Linked DNA regions of Rattus norvegicus: region 1 is linked to region 2. The links are chromatin contacts, called in public Hi-C maps. All regions are on one chromosome and are shown on one strand. The core of a region is the stretch at or near the end of the contact, and the rest is flanking DNA. Distances in the headings are between cores, read along the strand shown.

The links. A called contact is a pair of places that touch in the nucleus more often than the background predicts.
Region 1: a Hi-C map of liver shows a contact between it and region 2, with 2.2 times the contacts expected there. The contact joins the enhancer-like site here to the promoter of Gale in region 2. A contact is called at or near these places in 5 of 12 Hi-C or Micro-C datasets (the Rat2 cell line, kidney, liver and 1 more).

What each region holds. Positions count from the first base shown.
Region 1 is chr5:153,537,075-153,542,238 of GRCr8, forward strand. All of the region lies in intron 1 of LOC134487012 (a long non-coding RNA gene), which reads left to right. Among named protein-coding and RNA genes, the nearest start is that of Eloa, 9.4 kb to the left of the region's middle. Within about 2 kb of position 2,072, at least 14 of the 93 cell types and tissues checked have an H3K27ac peak or open chromatin away from gene starts, as enhancers often do. A contact at or near this core is called in liver, where this site is marked.
Region 2 is chr5:153,475,256-153,480,529 of GRCr8, forward strand. It overlaps Gale (UDP-galactose-4-epimerase), which reads left to right and starts at 2,165. Exons shown (of 11, transcript NM_080783.2): 1 at 2,165-2,191; 2 at 3,705-3,830; 3 at 3,931-4,046; 4 at 4,534-4,647; 5 at 4,900-5,076. The coding sequence starts at 3,710. It overlaps Hmgcl (3-hydroxy-3-methylglutaryl-CoA lyase), which reads left to right. Exons shown (of 9, transcript NM_024386.2): 9 at 1-294.

The DNA of each region.
Region 1 (5,164 bases), core at 822-3,321, 62 kb after region 2:
TTCCAGAGGACCTGGGTCTAATTCTCAGCAACCACCCAGTGGCTCACAACCATCTGTAACTCCATTCCCAGGAAATCCAAGGCCTTTGTCTGGCTTCTACATGTCCCAGGCATGTAAATGGTGTACAGACATACCTGCAGGCAAAACACTCATGGATATAAAATAAACATAAGAAAACAAGTAAGTTATAACTGTCTATAGTTTGTCATAATTAAACTCCTTTGTGCAAATAATATTTGGCAATAAAAATCATTTCAGTAGCATTTCAACATGGATGATTTCTGTTTGCAGTGAAATCTCAAGCTCTTAGAAGAATTTCAAATAGCACAAAATAAGTTAAGAGCTCTTGAATAGCCTGGCAGTGGTGGTATAAGCCTTAAAGCCCAGCACTCAGGAGGCAGAGGCAGGTGAATCCCTGACTTGGAGGCTAGCCTGGTCTACAGAGCTAGTTCCAGGACATCCAAGAGCTACACAGAGAAACTGTGTCAGAAAAACAAAAACAAAACAAACAAACAGAAACAATTCCGCATGGTAAACCATAAGCTTCAGGGCCTTGTCGTGTTATTTTGTTATTTTTGTTTTTGTTTTTCTTTTCCTGCACCTCATGCCTGCAACCACCCAGTGGGAAGGCTTACACTTCCACATCCTAGTTCATCACTGAGGGGAAGTCAGGATAGGAACTCAAGCAGGGCAGGAACCTGGAGCAGGAGCTGATGCAGAAGCCATGGAGGGATGCTGCTTACTGGATTGCTCTTCATGGCTTGCTCAGCCTGCTTTCTTACAGAACCCAGGACTGCCTGTCTATTGGTGCCAGTCATACTGGGCAGCACCCTCCCCCATCAGTCAGTAATTCATAAAATGCCCTAAAGACGGGCTCTGCATTCATCCTTTCACTTTTTAAGAAATCCAATGCTTGGGGCTGGGGATTTAGCTCAGTGGTAGAGCGCTTACCTAGGAAGCGCAAGGCCCTGGGTTCGGTCCCCAGCTCCGAAAAAAAAGAACCAAAAAAAAAAAAAAAAAAAAAGAAAGAAATCCAATGCTTCTTTCTATTTTCTCTTCTTAGTTACAGCTGACAATGGCGTGAGCCGCCATGTTCATGCTGGGACCAAATCTGAGTCCTCTGAAAGAGCACAAGTGCTACACTGAGCCTTCTCTCCAGACCATGAACGCAAGCGGCTCACACATGCTAGGCCACGTGCTTTACCGCTAAGCCATACTCCCTGGCCCATTCTAACATTTATCATGAGATGACTCAGGGTGATGGGCTGGACTCTGGGTCCCCTGAGGTATGCAAACAGCTTAACCCTAACTAAGGAGTCTGGTGTAGTGGATGGGTATAGTACCACTCAAATAAAATAAAATAAAATCCTATCCTTAATCTGACAGTACCCGGAGGAGGATCTAAAGGGCTGGGAACGAATATTCTGTGGAGGGGGCTGGGAGTGTGGCTTGGGTGGTAGTCCTTTGGCTGGCATGCACACAGCCCTGGTTCGGTCTCCAACACTGTCTAAAACTGGTCTTAGTGGTACACACCTATGGTCCTAGAACTCATGAGGTAGAGGCAGGAGGATCAGAAACTTGAAATCCATCCTTGGCTCCACAATGAGCTTGAGGTCAGCCTGGACTACATGAGATTCTGTCTCAAAAAAAAAAAAAAAAAAGTTGGGGAAAAAGAAAGGTTTTTAAAAAATGTATTTATTGGGATTGGGGATTTAGCTGGGTGCGGTCCCCAGCTCCGAAAAAAAGAAAAAGGAAAAAAAAAATAAATACATTTTTTTTCCTTTTCTTTTTTTCGGAGCTGGGGACCGAACCCAGGGCCTTGCGCTTGTTAGATGTATTTACTTTAAATCACGTGTTTTGTGTGTGCATGCTATGTGCGTGTTTAGAAGGCGTTATAATTGGTTGTGAGCCACCTGGCATAGGCGTTTTCCTCTGCAAGAACAGATCCCTCTCTCCTGCCCAAGAAGAAAGTTCTGTAGATACTCACCCACTGCTGCTGGGGAGGATCTGACTGAAAGGCACAGCGGCACCAGGGCTAACCTCAGCAGATTCGATTCAGTCCTGACAGGACTGCCGAGCCAGCAGGCTTGCTGCCACAGAGCCGTGAACGTGACCGGGACAGAAAGAGCTCCAGGCAGTGCAGCACTTGATAAATATTTTGCTCCAGGGAGCACAGGAAGGCTGGAGCTGAGGTAGCAGCGTGTGGGCTCTGTACAGCCCGCTGGCAGTCTTTGTTTGCTCTCACAGCGAGTGGGAGATCCAACCAATTGTCAGTTTTAAATCAGGCGCTTTCACAACTTCCCTTGAAAACCAGTCCTATCTGGCTGGGCTGGGGCAGGGGTAGCCTTCTAACTCTGTGGTTTCATCTACTCCCCCCACTCCTGATGCTCACATTTGTAGTTCCGTAAACATGGGAGAGTTCTTGTGTGCGTGTGGTGTGTGTGTGTGTGTGTGTGTGTGTGTGTGTGTGTGTGTGTGTGTGTGTGTGTGTGTGTCTGTGTGTCTGTGTCTGTGTGTGTCTGTGTGTGCATCAGCAGCATAGTCCCTGCCTCACACAAGTGGAACGAATAGAAAGACCATGAAGAAGAAATGAAAGTAACAGAATTACTCAGCACCTGAAGCAAAAACCCTGGGCTGGTAGAAAGTCAGTAGAGACCCAGGCTGCCCAAGTCAGAAGTTGGGACTGTCCTGGTCCCCCTACCCCCAACACACTCGCAACCACTGATCCGGTTGACTGTGCCTTCCGAAGTCCCCTGGAAAGCCCCCTCCCCCCATCCCCTTGTTGAGGCTCTCACTTTCTCTCTTGGATCAATGTGCCCATTCACCCTTAAGGCCACCTCTGTCCAGGCCCCACTCCTCTCCAGCAGAGCTGTTAATTCAGATTCTCATATGCAAATCAAAATGAAGTCCCTCAGGGCCCCCTGGGCCTGAGAGCCCCTGTTCTCCGAGGCTCCAGCAGCCCAGAATCACCCTGGGAGCCTGGCCACTGCTCTCAACACCTGTCCTTCAGCCTTGAGGTTCACAAGGAAGACTTAAGGTTTTTGTCTTGTTCTGTTTTGTTTTTGAGACAGGGTCTCATTTAATCCAGGCTGGTGGCATCAAACTCTGTGTATCTGAGGACTATCTTGACTTCCTGGTCCTCCAGCGGCCCAGCCTCCCAAGTGCTAGGATTGCAAGCTTGACCAAAACAGCCATTGGCCAGAAACACCTTTGTTTTTCAAGACAGGGTTTGTCTGTGTAGCCCTGGCTGTGCTGGAACTCTGTAGAACCAGCTGGCCTCAAACTCACGGAGACCCACCTGCCTCTGCCTCCTGAGTGCTGGGATTAAGATATGCACCACCACCACCCAGTTAGGACTTTAATTTTTTAAAATATGTGTGTGTTTGGTATATGTGTGTGGGAGTGCACATGCATATGCGTGTGTGTGTGTGTCTGTGTGTCTGTGTGTGTCTGTGTGTGTGTGTGTGTGTGTCTGTGTGTGTGTGTCTGTGTGTGTGTCTGTGTCTGTGCATACAGGCATGCATTCATGCCATAGGACTCTTAGGAGTTAAGAATTATCTTGCAGGGGGGTTGGGGATTTAGCTCAGTGGTAGAGCGCTTGCCTAGCAAGCGCAAGGCTCTGGGTTCGATCCCCAGCTCCGAAAAAAAAGAACCAAAAAAAAAAAAAAAAAGAATATCTAGTAGGATTCAGTTCTCTCCTTACAGCATGTGGGTCCTGAAAATCAAATTCAGGTCATCAGGCTTGGCGCCCAATTCCTTTAAACTTTGAACCTTCTCTCCAGACCCTCTGGCTTCTTCTTCTGAGAGAGAGAGAGAGAGAGAGAGATGCTAGGTGGTTGTGGCACACACCTTTAATTCTAGATTTTGGGAAGCATTGGCAGGTGGATATCTGAGTTCAAGGACAGGCTGATCTATAGATCGAGTTCTAAGAAGGGTACACAGAGAAACCCTGTATTGAAAATGCCAAAAAGGGTTGGGGATTTAGCTCAGTGGTAGAGCGCTTGCCTAGCAAGCACAAGGCCCTGGGTTCGGTCCTCAGCTCCGGAGGAAAAAAAAAAAGAACACTGAATGCTCTTCCAGAAAATGTGCTCCTCCCCCCCCAAAAAATGAGTGGGCCTGGCTGGAGGGATGGTGGAATGGTACCTCTGTGGCTAAGAGTACTGGTTTGCTCTTTCAGAAGACATGGACTCAATTCCTAGGATCCACAGAGAGGCTCACAAGCATCTTGAATGACAATGAGGACATGACCGCTCCTATGTGTGGTTGAGAAGGATTTTTGTGTAGATATGAGGGTGAGAACATCCAGGGGCCTCTGAAAGGCTCCAGACTGAACATGGCCAGCAGACTGATCAGGGCCATGAGAGGAGGAGGTGGGAGGAGAGTGAGAGAGGAAGAGAAAATAGGGACCAGAGAGGAGCCCAGGAGAGAGGGAAGAACCAGGAGGAATCATGGGAGTGAGAGAACCAAGAGGCTAAGGAAGCCCATGGCCAAAAAGCTGGGGGGAAAGAAGCCCAGGAGGTGGAGAGGTTTGGGGTAGGGGGTAGGGCTGAGAAGAGCAGAGGAGCAGGGCCTCTGGAAACTGTACTTGCAATGATAGAGGAGCCTGGCAGCCATCATCAGCTTTCACAGGATACTAGGCACCTCTGTTAGCCATTTGTCCTGGGTTTCTTTGGGACCTAACGTGTCTGTAACTCCAGCTCCAGGAGTTGGAGGGCTCAGCTTTGTGTTCCTGCTGTCCCAGGCACAGGGCGGGCACATGGTTCACAGACATACATGTGTGCAAAATACTCCCACATAAATTAAAAATATTTCGAAGTTACGTCTACATGTATTTATCTTGTGCGAGATACAGGTGTGCACCACACATGCATACGTCGTGCAGAGGTCATGTTGCAGGAGCTGGTTCTGTCTTTCTCCGAGTGAATTCAGGGATCAAACCTGGGCCCTCTGGCTTGTGGGCAAGCACCTTTACCTGCTGTGCCAGTTTGCCAGCTTCATTCCTGCGGCTGTGCATAGGTGCTGAGGATGTGAACTCGGGTCCTCACGGACAGGTACTTTATCGACTGAGCCAGTCCCAAGGCTGTTAATTTTTAAAGCTCCCTAAGTGGTTCAATATACAGACCAGGCAGAAAGCCACTGTGCCCAGGCTATAGTATAAACTTTT
Region 2 (5,274 bases), core at 915-3,414:
CTCTCCTACATAGAAGGGCTAGAGCTGCCAGCACGCCCGGACCAGCTCCCCAGAGCTGCGTGCCTAAGCACTGCTTGGGCTGGCCCTGGGTGAGTCCACTAGCCAGCAGAGCTGACATCCATGTGCCACGACCGCGGGTCCCATGTTCTACCTCTGAGGACAGCAGCGCCTTTGCTAAAATGGTGGGCTCAATCTGCTGCGGTGGCCGACTGCCAACTCCAGCGTCTCTGGGAAATCTCTGTACGTGATTCTTGAAAACAGCTTATGTAATTAAAGGTTTAATTTTCTAATATCCAACCATGCAAACGTGTGTTTGTTTATAAGTGGAGGAATAAAATCAATCTGAGGGAAGAGTGAAGGCTTTGGCTGGTTCATCTCTGGATTTCTTCCATCTCCACACCTGAGCCCCCAGACCAGTGACTGGAGATCAGAGCTGTGCGTCTGTTCCTGAGACCAACATGGTGGCTGGCCAGGACACCCAAGGAGCTGCTTCTGAGACTGTGTCTGTCCCCAGAGCAGTAAGACGGCTCTTATTGGTCTGTTACTATCTAAGGAAGCTAGACTGGCCAGTGAGCCATCGTCTCTGCTTCCAGAGTGCTAAGATAACAAACTTAGACAATGTGCAGCTTGAAATCATTTTTATTTTTTGAGGGTTTCTCTGGGTAGCCCTGGCTGTCCTGGAACTCTGAAATCCAGGCTTCCCTCAAACTCAGAGATCTGCCTGCCTCTGGCTCCTGAGTGCTGGGATTAAAGGCGTGTGCCAAACCAGCTTTAAAAATTAAGACTTATTTTTAATTATGTATACGCATGGATATGTATACATGTCTGTGTGTGCATATGCAAATACAGGGGATGAGGAGTCCAGAAGAGGGTGTGGGACCACCTGGCACTGTCCACAGCTGAGAGTCATGCAGGCTCGGTGCTGAGAACAGTGCTCAGGTCCGTAGCAAAAGGAGCACCAGCACCGGCTCTTAACTGTTCAGCCTTCTCCCCCACTTAAAACAAATTATATGCTGGAGGTGGGGAGTGGGGAGGACATCACTCGCCTTTAATCCCAGCATTCAGGAAGCAGAAGGCAGGTGGATTCCTGAGTTCAAGGCCAGACTGGTCTATAGAGGAGTTCCAGAACAGCCAGGGCTATACAGACAGACAGACACACACACACACATACCACCCCCATCCCTACCCCCCACCCCGTCTCAAAAAACCAAAGCTAAACCAAACCAATCAACCAAACCAAAGTGTGTGGATGCGGGAGAAAATCCCCACAGTTACAGGGGGTTATGAAGAGCAATAGTAAGTGACCTTAACTGATGGGCTAGCTGTCTTCTAGCCTCATCTTTCATTATTTATCTGTGGCTGGTCTCAAACCCACTGTGTAGAGCAGACTGACCTTGCAACTCACTGAAATCCGTCTGCTTCTGCTTCCCAAGTGCTGGGATTGAAGGCCTGTGCTACCAGGAAAGATTACTTTTTATTTACGTATTTGTGAGAGAATGGCAGGTATGTAAGGTATGTACCTTGAAGGTCAGAAGCGGGCATAGCGTCCCATGGAATGATAGGCGGTATGTGGGTGCTGGAAACAAGACTCTGCAGGAGAAAGGGCTCTGGGCCATCTTTCAGCCTCGCTTTGTATTTTAAACCCAGACCAAACTGTCTTGACAGTGGCGGGTGCGCACACACACCTTTGGGGGAGGGAGGTGGCGGCTCAGCGATGGGCATAGCAATCGCTACCGTGAATTTAAAGGTTCCTTCCCCATCCTGGTTTGTTCCCAGGTGGACTTGGATCCAGGTCGCAGCCCGGGCCAGCTATGCCTTCCAATTAGAGCAGCCCGACAAAGGATTTGACACGTACGGGGGAAACAATGGCCCAAAGTGGAGAGACGCAGCTGTCAGGGCTGGGGACTAGGAAGACCCCAGTCTTGACCGGGTTTCTCCTCCGCAGCCCGCCGGTCACCGGATGGGGTCCGTACCCCTCATTTCCGCCCTCAATGGAAACGCACTGCGCAGTCGCTTAAAGCCTGTGCAAGCCATTTGTCCCTCCAGGGCCGCCGTAGAGTGGGCAACCGAGTACACACGTTTCCTGGAGGGCGTGGAGGAGGCGGGGTCAGGCTGGGCTGTCAGGTCTTAAAGGAGCCGCTGCGCTGGTCGCGGGAGGCGGTGCCTGGAGTCTGCGCTGGATCCTCTGCAGGTTCGACTGGTAGAATGAAGGGCTTAGTGAGCTCGGAAGGGCCAGTGGTTGGTGGGGAGCGAGGGAGTTCCAGGAGGGTCGGTTCGTGTTCGGAACAGGGCCAGGCTCACCCCTTCTGCTCGTGTTTTCCATAGCCATAGTGGGGGCCACCCAAGCCCATTCATTCGGGGCCCCGCTTCCCGAGTCCCAGCTCAGAACCGAAGTCCAGAGCTAAGCTCCGCCTCGCCCGTGGTGTTGAAAGTCAGCACCCGCTCTCCTCCCTTGTACAGACCACGAAAACTGTGGAGGGGACTGCTGACCAAGGTCACCCCCTAGTCGGGAGCGGAGCGACCTCAGAGCAGCCTTTCTGCCTCCAGGGCCCCCTCAGCGCCCGCTTCACCGCGTCCTCGAGCAATGCGGGAACTGTAGAGACCGGGGATCTCACTCAGGCGGTTCTTACTGCTGTGTGACCCCAGACCAGTGACTGCATTCAGGCTCTGATCCTAGTACCAAATGCTAGCTAGTACCTGCCTCATCCAGATGTTGGGAAAATAACGCACAAGTGCGGGGTAGTGATTCCTGGACGCACTTGGATGCAGTGCAGTGGGTTGCAGCAGAATAACCTCAGCAGAAACTTGAGGCAGCTTGGAGAAAGACGGCAGCGAGCCAGGACGTGAGAATGAAAGGCCTCAGTGTGTGGATTTCCTTCCTGTCCGCCCAGCAGTTTGCTTAGGGTGGGGATGCACACCTGGCAGTGGAGTGCGAGGCCAAATCCACGTCGACACGACTCCGTGCTGCCCTAGTTGGGCGGGATCTGTTGCTTCAAGCCAGGAGTGACCCAGCTGAGCCAAAGCTGAGCTATTGGCTGCCCCAGGATGGGGTGAAGCCCTACCCACTCCAGGGCTGTTGGTACTGCAGCCTCAGAACTAGGCACAGCCTTCTTGGCTAAGGACCCCACCCTTGAAGCCGTTTGGTGTTTTTACTGCTTCCTCCCAACTGATCGTTCTCGGGACAGTTGTTGGAGACTAGGTATTAGTCATCAAACCCAGGGACCTTTTTCTCCTGGGAAAAGACCTTAGTTTACAGGGACAGGCCCCTTGGTTGAATCCTAGCCTCCCATCCTGAAGCCACGTTCTTCTGTCTGAGACTGCCCATTCTCCAGACATGGAGGCAGGAAGGGTGGGTCTTCAAAACTCCCTATGTCAACAGGAACTAGACAAGATGGTGTGTCTGACTCCTACGTATACAAGTGGCAGACCTTTAAATCGCTTCGTTGGGACTTCCTAATACATGGTGTGTGTGTAATAATTAGTTCTAGAGATGAAAACTGTGGCCTGGAGAGGGTTCGAAACATCGGCCCCTACGGCCAGAATCTGATAGTTATCTAGTTAGACCCAGGACTCATTCTGGAGCCGCTCCTTAAACTAGGGTCACCACTGAATCCTCCGAGATGAAGTGAAGGGTCCAGCATCTAGCTGGAGTGAGGCCCTGACCGACAGCCTCAGCCACCTCTGAAACTCTGTCTTCTACGCAGGCGCCATGGAGGAGAAGGTGCTCGTCACGGGCGGGGCTGGCTACATCGGTAGCCACACAGTGTTGGAGCTGCTGGAGGCGGGCTACTCGCCTGTGGTCATCGACAACTTCCACAATTCCATTCGTGGTGAGTGGAGCTGGATGGGGATGAGTGAGTGGTGGTTTCTGGAGGGGTTGGATACAGGACCCACTTTTCTAATGTTGAACGCTTCCGCGTGCCCCACCAGGAGAAGACTCCATGCCTGAGAGCCTGCGCCGGGTCCAGGAGCTGACAGGCCGCTCTGTGGAGTTTGAGGAGATGGACATCTTGGACCAGGCAGCCCTACAGCACCTCTTTAAGAAGGTAAGTGCTGGGCTGGAGCAGTGGTTAAGAGCACTGACCCCTTCCAGAGGTCCTGAGTTCAATTCCCAGCAGCCACGTGGTGGCTCACAACCATCTGTAATGGGATCTGATGCTCTCTTCTGGTGTCTGAAGACAGCGACAGGGTACTCATGAACATTAAATAAATAAATAAATCTTAAAAAAAAAAAAAAAAAAAAAAGGGGGTTGGGGATTTAGCTCAGTGGTAGAGCGCTTGCCTAGCAAACGCAAGGCCCTGGATTCCGTCCCCAGCTCCGAAAAAAAAAGAAAAGGAAAAAAAAAAAAAAAGAAAAAAAAAAAAAAAGAAGGTAGGTACTAGCTAGGAATTTAGACCACACCTTTAAACCCAGCACTTGGGAGGCAGGGGTAGGCAGATCTTTGTGAGTTTGGGGCAGATGCTGCTTAGCCGGTAGGAGCAGCATCGCCAAGTCCCGCACAGCATCCCCCGACCCTGGCTTTACCCCTGCAGCACAATTTTAAGGCTGTCATCCACTTTGCTGGGCTCAAGGCTGTGGGCGAGTCAGTGCAGAAGCCTCTGGATTACTACAGAGTTAACCTAACAGGGACCATCCAGCTCCTGGAGGTAAGGGGAAGGGGACACAGACCCCAGCTGGGCCCCAGGCTGTCTGGCATGCTGGCCACAGTAAGGGCCTGTGTGCGAGAGTCAGAGAGGACCCAAGCTGGACTATCTCGGACACATGCCTTTCTTTACCCCCCAGCCTGTTTCTCTCTCTGTAACTGATGCCCTTCGCCTCAGCTCCACCCTCCTCGGGTGGGGTAACAAGTGGGACTTACCCGTGAGGCACAGGCCACTGACCCTCCCCTCCACGGCCAGATCATGAGGGCCCATGGGGTGAAGAGTCTGGTCTTCAGCAGCTCAGCCACCGTGTATGGGAACCCCCAGTACCTGCCTCTGGACGAGGCCCACCCCACCGGGGGCTGTACCAACCCCTACGGCAAGTCCAAGTTCTTCATTGAAGAGATGATCCAGGACCTGTGCCGGGCAGACACGGTGAGGACCCCTCGCCCCACTCTTCGCTCTGTTCACTGCCCCCCTTAAGGCCAGAATTGGCATCTCGGGCACTCTCGGGACAAGGACACAGAGGCTGCCCAAGGTCTCAGCAGCTGGTACGCAGGCACCATCCCTTGCTCATTGGTAGAGAACACAGGACAAACACAGGGAGGTAGACGGCCGTGGGTGGAGTTGGGA